2 separate regions of the Mus musculus genome follow, and region 1 is linked to region 2. Evidence: chromatin contacts called from public promoter capture Hi-C data. All regions are on one chromosome and are shown on one strand. The core of a region is the stretch at or near the end of the contact, and the rest is flanking DNA. Distances in the headings are between cores, read along the strand shown. Region 1 holds the start of Becn1 (beclin 1, autophagy related). Region 2 holds the start of Ghdc (GH3 domain containing).

Evidence for each region. Promoter capture Hi-C pulls out the DNA fragments that hold promoters and counts their contacts.
Region 1: a promoter capture Hi-C map of liver shows a contact between it and region 2, with 2.4 times the contacts expected there. The contact joins the promoter of Becn1 here to the promoter of Ghdc in region 2. A contact is called at or near these places in 3 of 39 promoter capture datasets (liver and neural stem cells), 1 of 115 datasets of contacts at active chromatin or transcription factors (memory CD8 T cells) and 1 of 9 other capture datasets (liver).

The regions. Positions count from the first base shown.
Region 1 is chr11:101,299,350-101,304,196 of GRCm38.p6, forward strand. It overlaps Becn1 (beclin 1, autophagy related), which reads right to left and starts at 2,937. Exons shown (of 12, transcript NM_019584.4): 1 at 2,783-2,937; 2 at 2,379-2,507. The coding sequence starts at 2,505.
Region 2 is chr11:100,769,042-100,773,395 of GRCm38.p6, forward strand. Ghdc (GH3 domain containing) reads right to left here and starts at 1,916. Exons shown (of 9, transcript NM_031871.1): 1 at 1,838-1,916; 2 at 1,029-1,309; 3 at 615-736; 4 at 1-488. The coding sequence starts at 1,296.

The sequences.
Region 1 (4,847 bases), core at 1,687-4,186, 530 kb after region 2:
AATGTTTTTTTCCCCCTTTTCCTGTTAGTAGAATGTTAAAATCCTAAAAGCACCATGACTTTAAGAGTCATATAGAAATAGTTTTCATGCGCTAGGCATTTACTTTAAAGGTATTTCAGAGACGAGAGCAAGGAATGGGTCTTCAGACCAGGTGTGTTGGCAATTGTTGAAACTAGGTGGCGGGCACACAGGGATTCATTATATACTTAAAACCTTTTAAAAGTTTTTAGAACTTTTTTAAAAAAATTATGTGTATATGTCACATAATTTTGGGGTGTGGGTTGTCCACATGTGGACAGGAAGAAGGCGTTGGGTTACCTGGACCTGGAGTTACGGGCAGTGTGCCTGTCCACTGGGAGTTAAACTCAGGTTCCTCTGGAAGAGCACTAAATGTTCCTAACCAGTGAACCCTCTCTGCAGGCCTATATCTTAAGTTTTTCCATCACAAAAGTTAGCATCCCTTTTCCCTAGAATAACTGGGAAGGAATAAAATAATTTTCTGGGAAGCTGTATGTAATCTGATTGTACTCATGTATCAAGGATGTAGGGCTAGGGATGTGGCTGAGTGACAGAATCCCTGGTATGGGAAGAGGACAGAGAGCCAGGTACAGTGGTACATGGCTATAATCCCAGTGCTTCAGAATCTGAGGAAAATCTTTTTTGTTTTGTTTTGTTGTTGTTGTTTCAAGACAGGGTTTTTCTATGTGGCCCTGGCTGTCCTGGAACTTACTCTATAGTCTCACTGGCCTCAAATTCAGAAATCTTCCTGCCTCTGCCTCCCAAGTTCTGGAATTAAAGGCGTGTGCTACCACTGCCGGGCTGAGTCTGAGGAAATTCAAGCATGTGTTTAAAGCAAGCCTCTGTTATATAAGACTCTACCTCAAAAACAAAACATCACCAACAAAGACACAGCTAATATTCATTCAATGACAATCTATTCAGCCGTTTTTTTTAAAAGCATGAACTCCTGTCATTAAGACTGAAGGACATACATTAAATGAGATTATCCAGGCCCAGTAAAGCAAGCACTGCCTGGTCTCACTCAGGTGTGGTGCATCTCATTTAAACTGAGAACAATATGATGGTTATACACAACAGACTGGTTAGACAGGAGAAAAGTTCTGCTCTACTGGACGGTGCTGACTATGGGTACCAATGGTGGACTGCACAGTCCCCAAAAGCCAGCAGGGACGATTAGAAATGTTTCAACCACAAGGAAACAAACAAACAAACAAAACGTTAGAAGAGACAAATGTGCCAACCCTGATTTGAACATCATTACATGTGTATTCAAACATCAAGTGGCACCCCCTAAATATATCAGGTTTTAAAATGTATGAACACTAGTTTAGAAACATGTAAAGCCGGGCATGGTAGCACACAGACCTCCTTTATTCCAACACTTGGGAGATGAAAGCTTTCAACACACAACATTAACCTTTAAAAATGAAAAATAAGCCAGGTGTGGTGGCGCACACCTTTAAGCCCCAGGACTCTGAAGGCAGAGGCAGGACAATCTAGCCAGGCAAGGGCTAGAGTGAAACTCTGTCTATACCAACAGCAAGAACAATGAAAATAATTTTTTTTTAAGGAGAAGAAAAATAAAGAGCTGGGCAGATCACTCAATAGCTTAGAGCACCTGTTGCTCCTGTAAAGGACCTAGGTTCGAGTCCTAGCCCTCACACGGTGGCTCACAACCACCTGTTAACTCCAGTTCAGGGATCTGACGCCCTCTTCTGGCCTCTCCCGGCATCAGGCATTCTCGTCATGGACAGATGTACATGTAAGCAAACCACCTATACACATAACTAATACTAATTATGAATAAAAATGAATCAAGGTCTAGGGAGCTATATACAACAAAGCCAAGGTTTCCATGCTAATGCCAGGCCCATGAACGTGTTTAAACTCGCTAATCACCTCTCTCACTCTCTTCTTCAGGCTTCAAGGCTCTCCTACACTTCACTGGACCTCAGGTAAGTATGCTCACTGATGGCTCTAACCTCAACTCGTCACCTGTAAGAGGATGCACCATGGCACTTCTCCTGTCCTTTTTATTTTTGGAAACAGGGTCTCATTCAATAGCGCAGGCTGGCCTGGAACTTGAGGCAGCTCCGGCGTCAGCCTCCTGAGTTGCTGCAGTTATAGATGTGAGCCACCAAGCCTGGTTTCCACGGGGACTGTTACAGGACACCTGATTGATACACTGGTAAATCTTCAAGAAATTCTGTTATATGTGAATACTCCTTCACTCTGGAGACACTGTCAGAGGTCTATTCCTGACGAGAAAACCGAAAGCCAGAGACCGCCACCTCAATGTCCCTAAAGTTGCCCACTTCCCTCCTTCTTGACCACCCCTTTCCTCGGATCCTGCTGACCTGTGAGTTCCTGGATGGTGACCCGGTCCAGGATCTTGAAGCTCGTGTCCAGTTTCAGAGGCTGGCTACAGCGCTGGCACACGAAGCTCACCTGCATGGTGCTGCTGGACGCCTTAGACCCCTCCATGCCTGCGACAGCGGAGAAAAGACGACGTTAAGAAGAATCGGCTCCTTTGAACCTCGGGCCCGAGGCTACCCGCTGCCTTGGTGGTGGAGGTGAAGAGGAAAATCCCGGTCCGCGCCGTTCCCTCTGGGAGTGGGATGACACCAAGAGGACCCGCTTCCGGGGCAGAGCCCAGCTAAGGCAGTCTAGTCTCCCGAGCGGGGAAACGGGGCACCAGAGTGGCCGCCAGGGACTCTAGGCTTCTTCCTAAGGTCTCACTTCAGGCCCCGACGCTCCTCACCTCAGGAGCCCGGAGCCCGCCACCCAGGCTCGTTCTACCGCGGGGGCACGGTGGCCTCGGGTCCGCCCCGGAGCGAGACCTCCAGAGTTCCCATCGCCCGGTCTTCAGCTACTTCCCGGTCGGCTAGCTGAAGACTTCCGCCCAGGACCAGAAGTGACGTCACGACGGGAGCTGACGCAAGGACCCCTGCTCCAGATCCCTGTTTACCCGGCTCGGAGCGCCATCCAAAGGCCGAGCGGGGAAGTGCAGCAGTGCCGACAGGTGGGCCGAAGCTGCCCACACTCTTCTGATTTAGACGGTCCACTCAAGATTTGTTACTTCCAAGTGGAGCCACTTCTATATTCCTTAGGGATCAGGGTGTTGTTTGTTTGTTTGTTTGTTTGTTTGTTTGTTTGTTTGAGACAGGGTTTCTCTGTGTAGCCCTGGTTGACCTGGAACTCGCCCTGTAGACCAAGCTGGCATCCACTTCACAGAGATCCACTTGCCTCAGCCTCCTAAGGGCTGTGATTAAAAGCGTGCACCACCACCTTCCGGCATGTGTGAGCTTTTAAAGTGTATTTTTGGGAGAGTCAAATTGTCTAAACCCTTCTGAGGGAGTGCGTTTGGCAGGATGGTAAATTTTATTGTTATATGTATGTATGTATGTGTATGTGTGTATGTATGTATATATGTTTGTATATGTGTATATAATAAAATGCAAATACATTAAAGGTGATAGTTATATGTATGTATATATGTGTATGTGTGTATTATGTATGTATATAACAAAATGTAAATAAATAAAAAGGTGACAGTGGAGACTGGAGAGATGGCTCAGCAGTTAAAAGCACCAACCGCACTTCCAGATGACCTGGATTAAATCAAATCCATCCACCCACATGGCAGCTCATAACTGTCTGTAACTCCAAGAACTGACACCACTATCACCACTTTCACACAGTCATCCATGTATGCAAAACACCAATGCATTTGTGGTGTGTGTGTGTGTGTGTGTGTGTGTGTGTGTGTGTGAGAGAGAGAGAGAGAGAGAGAGCTGGCTCCTGTGAGTATGTGTGTATCTGGAATCATATCCAAGGCCTCTCATATACTAAGCAAGTACTCCACCAATGAACTGTATGTCCAGCCCTACTTTGTAAGTTTAACATATGTGGGCTGCCAAGATGGCTCAACCTGTAAAAGTGTGTGCACCAAACGTGAGAGAGACCCTAAGGTCAATTCCTAAGGATCGGAGTAGGAGGAGATGAAGTTGACCTCCAAAGGAATTCCAGGGTATGGACTGCCCTCCACCACCACTAAGGATAATAAAAATAATTGAATGTTTTCCATGTTGCTCCAGTTTTGTTAATTAACATTCTCATTGCTGCAATACATCACAGCAGAAACGCACAGATTACAGTGAATTTCTTTATTGATGGAAACTTCCATTGCTTCCAATTTGGGTGGATACAATAATATCACAATGAGGAATTGACTTTGTCCTAGAACAGAACCTTATCATTAAAAGTACTGTAGACTTTGGAATCTTCTCTTTATTAACATTGGCAGTTGTTTTCAAAACAACTCATATTATATTCTGCCTCTAGTAATCCATTAAAGGGCCTGTTTTATGATGCCTTGCCCAGTATTGGATAAGATATATTTGAGGAACAATAGCAGACAATGGCAGTTCTCCATTCTTTTTTTTTTTTTTTTTTTGGTTTTCAAGACAGGGTTTCTCTGTATAGCCCTGGCTGTCCTGGAACTCACTTTGTAGACCAGGCTGGCCTCAAGCTCAGAAATCCACCTGCCTCTGCATCCCGAGTGCTGGGATTAAAGGCATGCGCCACCATGCTCGGCTCCAGTTCTCCATTCTTGTAATTGATATCACTGATTGCTGATAAGGTTGAAGAGTTTGTCATGTGGTCGCCCCTTGCAGTTCTTACAAATTATGTTCACATATTTGTATTTATTTATTGGATCATAACGTCTTTCTCAGGTTTTAAAATAAATGTTTATGGCCAGGGGTGGTGGTGCACGCCTTGAATCTCAGCACAATGGCAGGCTGATCTTCACAGTGGCCGGCCTG
Region 2 (4,354 bases), core at 666-3,165:
TAAGCAGGAGAGAAGAAGGCTAGCCCTTGGCACCACAGGACCCTAAGGGCAGCCACAGCTTCTGCCTGTCCTCCTGAGTCCAGAGTCACCACCACCTGCAGCTTTGGCCAGAGCCGGCGGGCCAATCCTCGGGGTCCCTGCTCTAGGGCCTCCTTCAGCTCAGCGGCTCGTTTGGGGAGAAGCGTTCCCAGAATCCCAGCTGCTATGGCCTCAGCCAGTTCTTCACCATCAGCCTCCAAGCCCACAAAGACATCCAGGAGCTCCACTGCAGTCCTTGCCTCAAGTACCCTCAGCCCCGGGGATATCAATGCCTCCAGCAGCAGGGTCCGGGGGTCCTTGGCTCCATCGGGGCTTACCCGGCCCAGGGCGTGCCCAAGCCAGGGGACAGAGCAGGGCCATGGCGATGTAGGGGTCACACAGGCAGTACTTCCTGGAGCCAGCGCTTCTGGGTAGGCCTTGTTTAGGGTTATTAGACCCAGCAGGGTGGCCTGGAGGGAGACAGGAGGGCCTGTCATTCAGACCTTAGAACCAGACCCCAGCTACCATAGCGGGCCTTCTTTGTACCTCCTTTTGGGAGGGGTCTGCTGTTGTGAGGTGGAGGTACCTCTGTTTACCTGCAAAGAGGCGTCTCCATGGTACTGGGGGGAGGCAGGGGATGGGAGCGTCTCTTCACTTTCTTGCTCCTGAGTGTGGCTGGTTTGGGTCAGTGGAAGATGATTCCGGAAGGTTCTCATATCTGTAGACCCCCCCCCCAAAAAAAATCAGAAACTCCTCAGGAAGTGAGAAGACTGTGGAGAGCCTTGAGAAAGGAACCCAGAAAGGGCCTGGGAAATGAGGTGAAGGCTAGACCAGGGCCCAGCAAAGGAAAACCCATCCTAATAGGTGTCAGGTTGTAAGCCATGGTAGGGCTCTGCACCAGGCCACATCATATTGGTGGTAAATGAAGGGGCCCTTGAGTTCTAGAATCTGACTGCCTTGTGGGCTATTTTCTCTCCTTGGGTCACCTCCCCCAGGTGCCAGAAACACACCTGTGTCCTCCCTGGGGAGACAGCAGGAGCCCTGGGCTTTCTTCAGACACCACATGAGGGCCTGCTGCTGGCTCTGGCCCACATTCAACGTGCTCCGGTCTAGTCTCCACTGCTGCCAGGCGGCTGCCCAGCCCAGCATCCCCCAGGCCACTCGGTGTTGGAGACTGATCAGCCAGCATGGCCTGGCACCCCGAGACCTCTGCTGCCAGAGTATGGCCAGCAGGGGCACGAGGAGGAGCAGCAGCAGCAGCAGCCACAGCAGAAGCATCTCCAAGGAGCTCCTGGGAGAGGAATGGAATGGAATGGGGTGTGAGGGGGATAACCATGTCTTCCCACACACTCCGCCGCATACAGAAAACAGAGGAAGGAGACGACGGTGGTAGGAAGCCAGGGCCCTGTTAGGCAGGCAATATGGAAGAGAGACCCTCAAGAATCTGGCACCCTGGCCGGGCGTGGTGGCGCACGCCTTTAATCCCAGCACTCGGGAGGCAGAGGCAGGTGGATTTCTGAGTTCGAGGCCAGCCTGGTCTACAGAGTGAGTTCCAGGACAGCCAGGGCTACACAGAGAAACCCTGTCTCGAAAAACCAAAAAGAATCTGGCATCCTACTAACTGGCATCCTTGCTTCTCGAGCTAGAAGAACAGCTCTGACAGCTCCTCCCTCCTTCGTAAGAGGAGAGGGCTGGGCGTGACATTTTTACCCACTCCCAAGTGACTTTGCTTTCTCTCAGGATCTTCCCTGCCCTGGTCCCGTTTCCCAGTAGAGCCCTGGGTATATATATACACCTGTCACAGCCTATTTCTGCTTACTTTCAGCACCCCGGGACCCCTCAGGGTCCCTCAGTGTGTCTGGTCGCAGTCCTGAAAGTTGAAGTGATGACTTTAAAAGGCAGGGCTTGGGCAGGAAATCCGGCCTGACTGGGAGGACCCGGGGGTGGGGCGGAATGTTCTTAAAGGAACAAGTTACCTAAAAGGTAACTTGTTGAGTTGCTGGCTCAGGTTGGCAGATGGAGGGAGTTAAGGCCAGGGTGGCAAGATCGTCGAGAAAGACAGGGAGGTGTGTGTGGAAAGAGTGCTTGCTTTCCATTCAGGAGCAGATTCAGACTCAAGTAAAAACCACAGCTGCCGAGGTGTGGTCGTGCAGACTAGTTGTTGCAGCCCTAGGGTATGTGCCAGCAAGAGGTCAAGGTCAGCCGGGCAGTGGTGGTGCACACCTTTGATCCCAGCACTCAGGAGGCAGAGGCAGGTGGATTTCTGAGTTCGTGGCCAGCCTGGTCTACAGAGTGAGTTCCAGGACAGCCAGGGCTACACAGAGAAACCCTGTCTCGAAAAACCAAAAAAAGAAAGAGAAGGAGAGAGAGAGAGAGAAAGAAAGAGAAAGGTCCTGTTCCATCTCCACACCCCCCACCCAAAAGAGGACAAGGTCACCCACAGCTACAGCTACATAACAAGTTCAAGGCCAGTCTGAGCTACACGTCTTTTCTTTCTTTCTTTCTTTCTTTCTTTCTTTCTTTCTTTCTTTCTTTCTTTCTTTCTTTCTCTCTCTTTCTTTCTCTCTCTCTCTCTCTCTCTTTCTTTCTTTCTTTCTTTCTTTCTTTCTTTTTGGAAAGGGATGTTTGCCTCCCTCCTCACCTTTTGAAAATTTATTTATTTTATATGAGTACACTGGAGCTGTCTTCAAACACCCCAGAAGAGTGCATCAGATCTCATTACAGATGGTTGTGAACCACCATGTGGTTTCTGGGATTTGAACTCAGGACCTCTGAAGAGCAGTCAGTGCTCTTAACCACTGAGCCATCTCTCCAGCCCCATATCTTAAAAAAACACCACCACCACCACCAACAAAAAAAAAAAACCACAAAACCAAATAAACAAACCAAAAACCCATTCTACATAATGCATCTGCAATCCCTGCATTTGGGAGAGGCTGGGGAAGAGGAATGGCTCCACTAAGTCAGCGGCCAGTGTGGGCTACATAGCAGGTGCTGCCTTACAGGGTAAATAATAGCTTGTGAATAAGACCTTGTGGTGCATACTTTTAATCTCCACGTTCAGAGGCAGAGGTAGAAGGAGCTCTATGAGTTCAAGGCCAACCTGATCTACACAGTAAGTTCCAGGACAGCCAGGGCTATATAGAGAGTCCCTGCCTCAAATAAAATAAATAAAAGAATAACAAAACATCAACAAACAAATATCCAAAGTTGTCCCCAGTCTGTAAATCTCCACAAAATTAGTTAAAGAAAATGACTTCCACCTAGGTGGCCTTAAACCTGAATGCAGTGTGTGCCATAGGCAATCTGCTAAGAAACCTCCAAGACAGACATACATACAGACAGACAGACTGCAACCCACCCCCTTCTACAGACAAGCTGACACAGTCAGTTATACTATGGCAGGTCCTTAAGTAGGATGGCTTACAGCAGTTTGTCATATATGGGTCAATCAAATTTTCCTGGTAATTGGTGTGTCTGAATTTACTGACTTTATCTCAGAAAAGCAAAACCAAATACACAAATTAATTAAAAAACCAAAACCTACTTGAAATATTTATTTTGTTTTTAAACATTTTTTTATTGGTTCTTTGTGATTTCACAACATTGTCCCCTAATCCCTTATTTCTTATTTTAAGTGCTTTGATATTTTACCTGTGTGTGTCTCTGTGTGTGAGGCTTAGATCTCCTGGAACTGGAGTTACAGTTTGTGAGCTGCCATGTGGGTGCTGGGAATTGAACGTTGGTCCTTTGGAAGAGCAGCCAGTGCTAGCCCTGAAATATTTCTTTTTAGTGTGTGTGTGTGTGTGTGTGTGTGTGTGTGTGTGTGTCACAGATGCTTGTGAGCCACCTAACAGGGATGAAAGAAGACTTGGCCTTCTGAAATGGCAGTAAGTGCTGAGGGCTCTCCAGCCACTCCTCCTAACCCCCTTCCTGCCCGCCCCCCTCCCCCCTTTTTTGAATCATGGTGTTAGTTCAGGATGACTTTGAACTTGATAGATAGCTAATACTGACTTTGAATTCTTTATTTTTTTTTAAAAGTTTATTTATTTAATGTATATGAGTACATCTTAGCTGTTTTCAGACAACCAGAAGGGGGCATCGAATCCCATTACTCCCATGGCTGTGAGTCACCATGTGGTTGCTGGGAATTGAACTCAGGACCTCTGGGAGAACAGTCAGTGCTCTTAACCACTGAGCCATCTCTCTAGTCCAACTTTGAATTCTTGATCCTCCTGCCAATACTTCCAGAGAGCTGGGATTACCGTCAGGCCACCACGCCCAGTTTAATGCAGTGTTGAGTTGGAATTTATGGCTTTAATATTCTAGGCAAAAA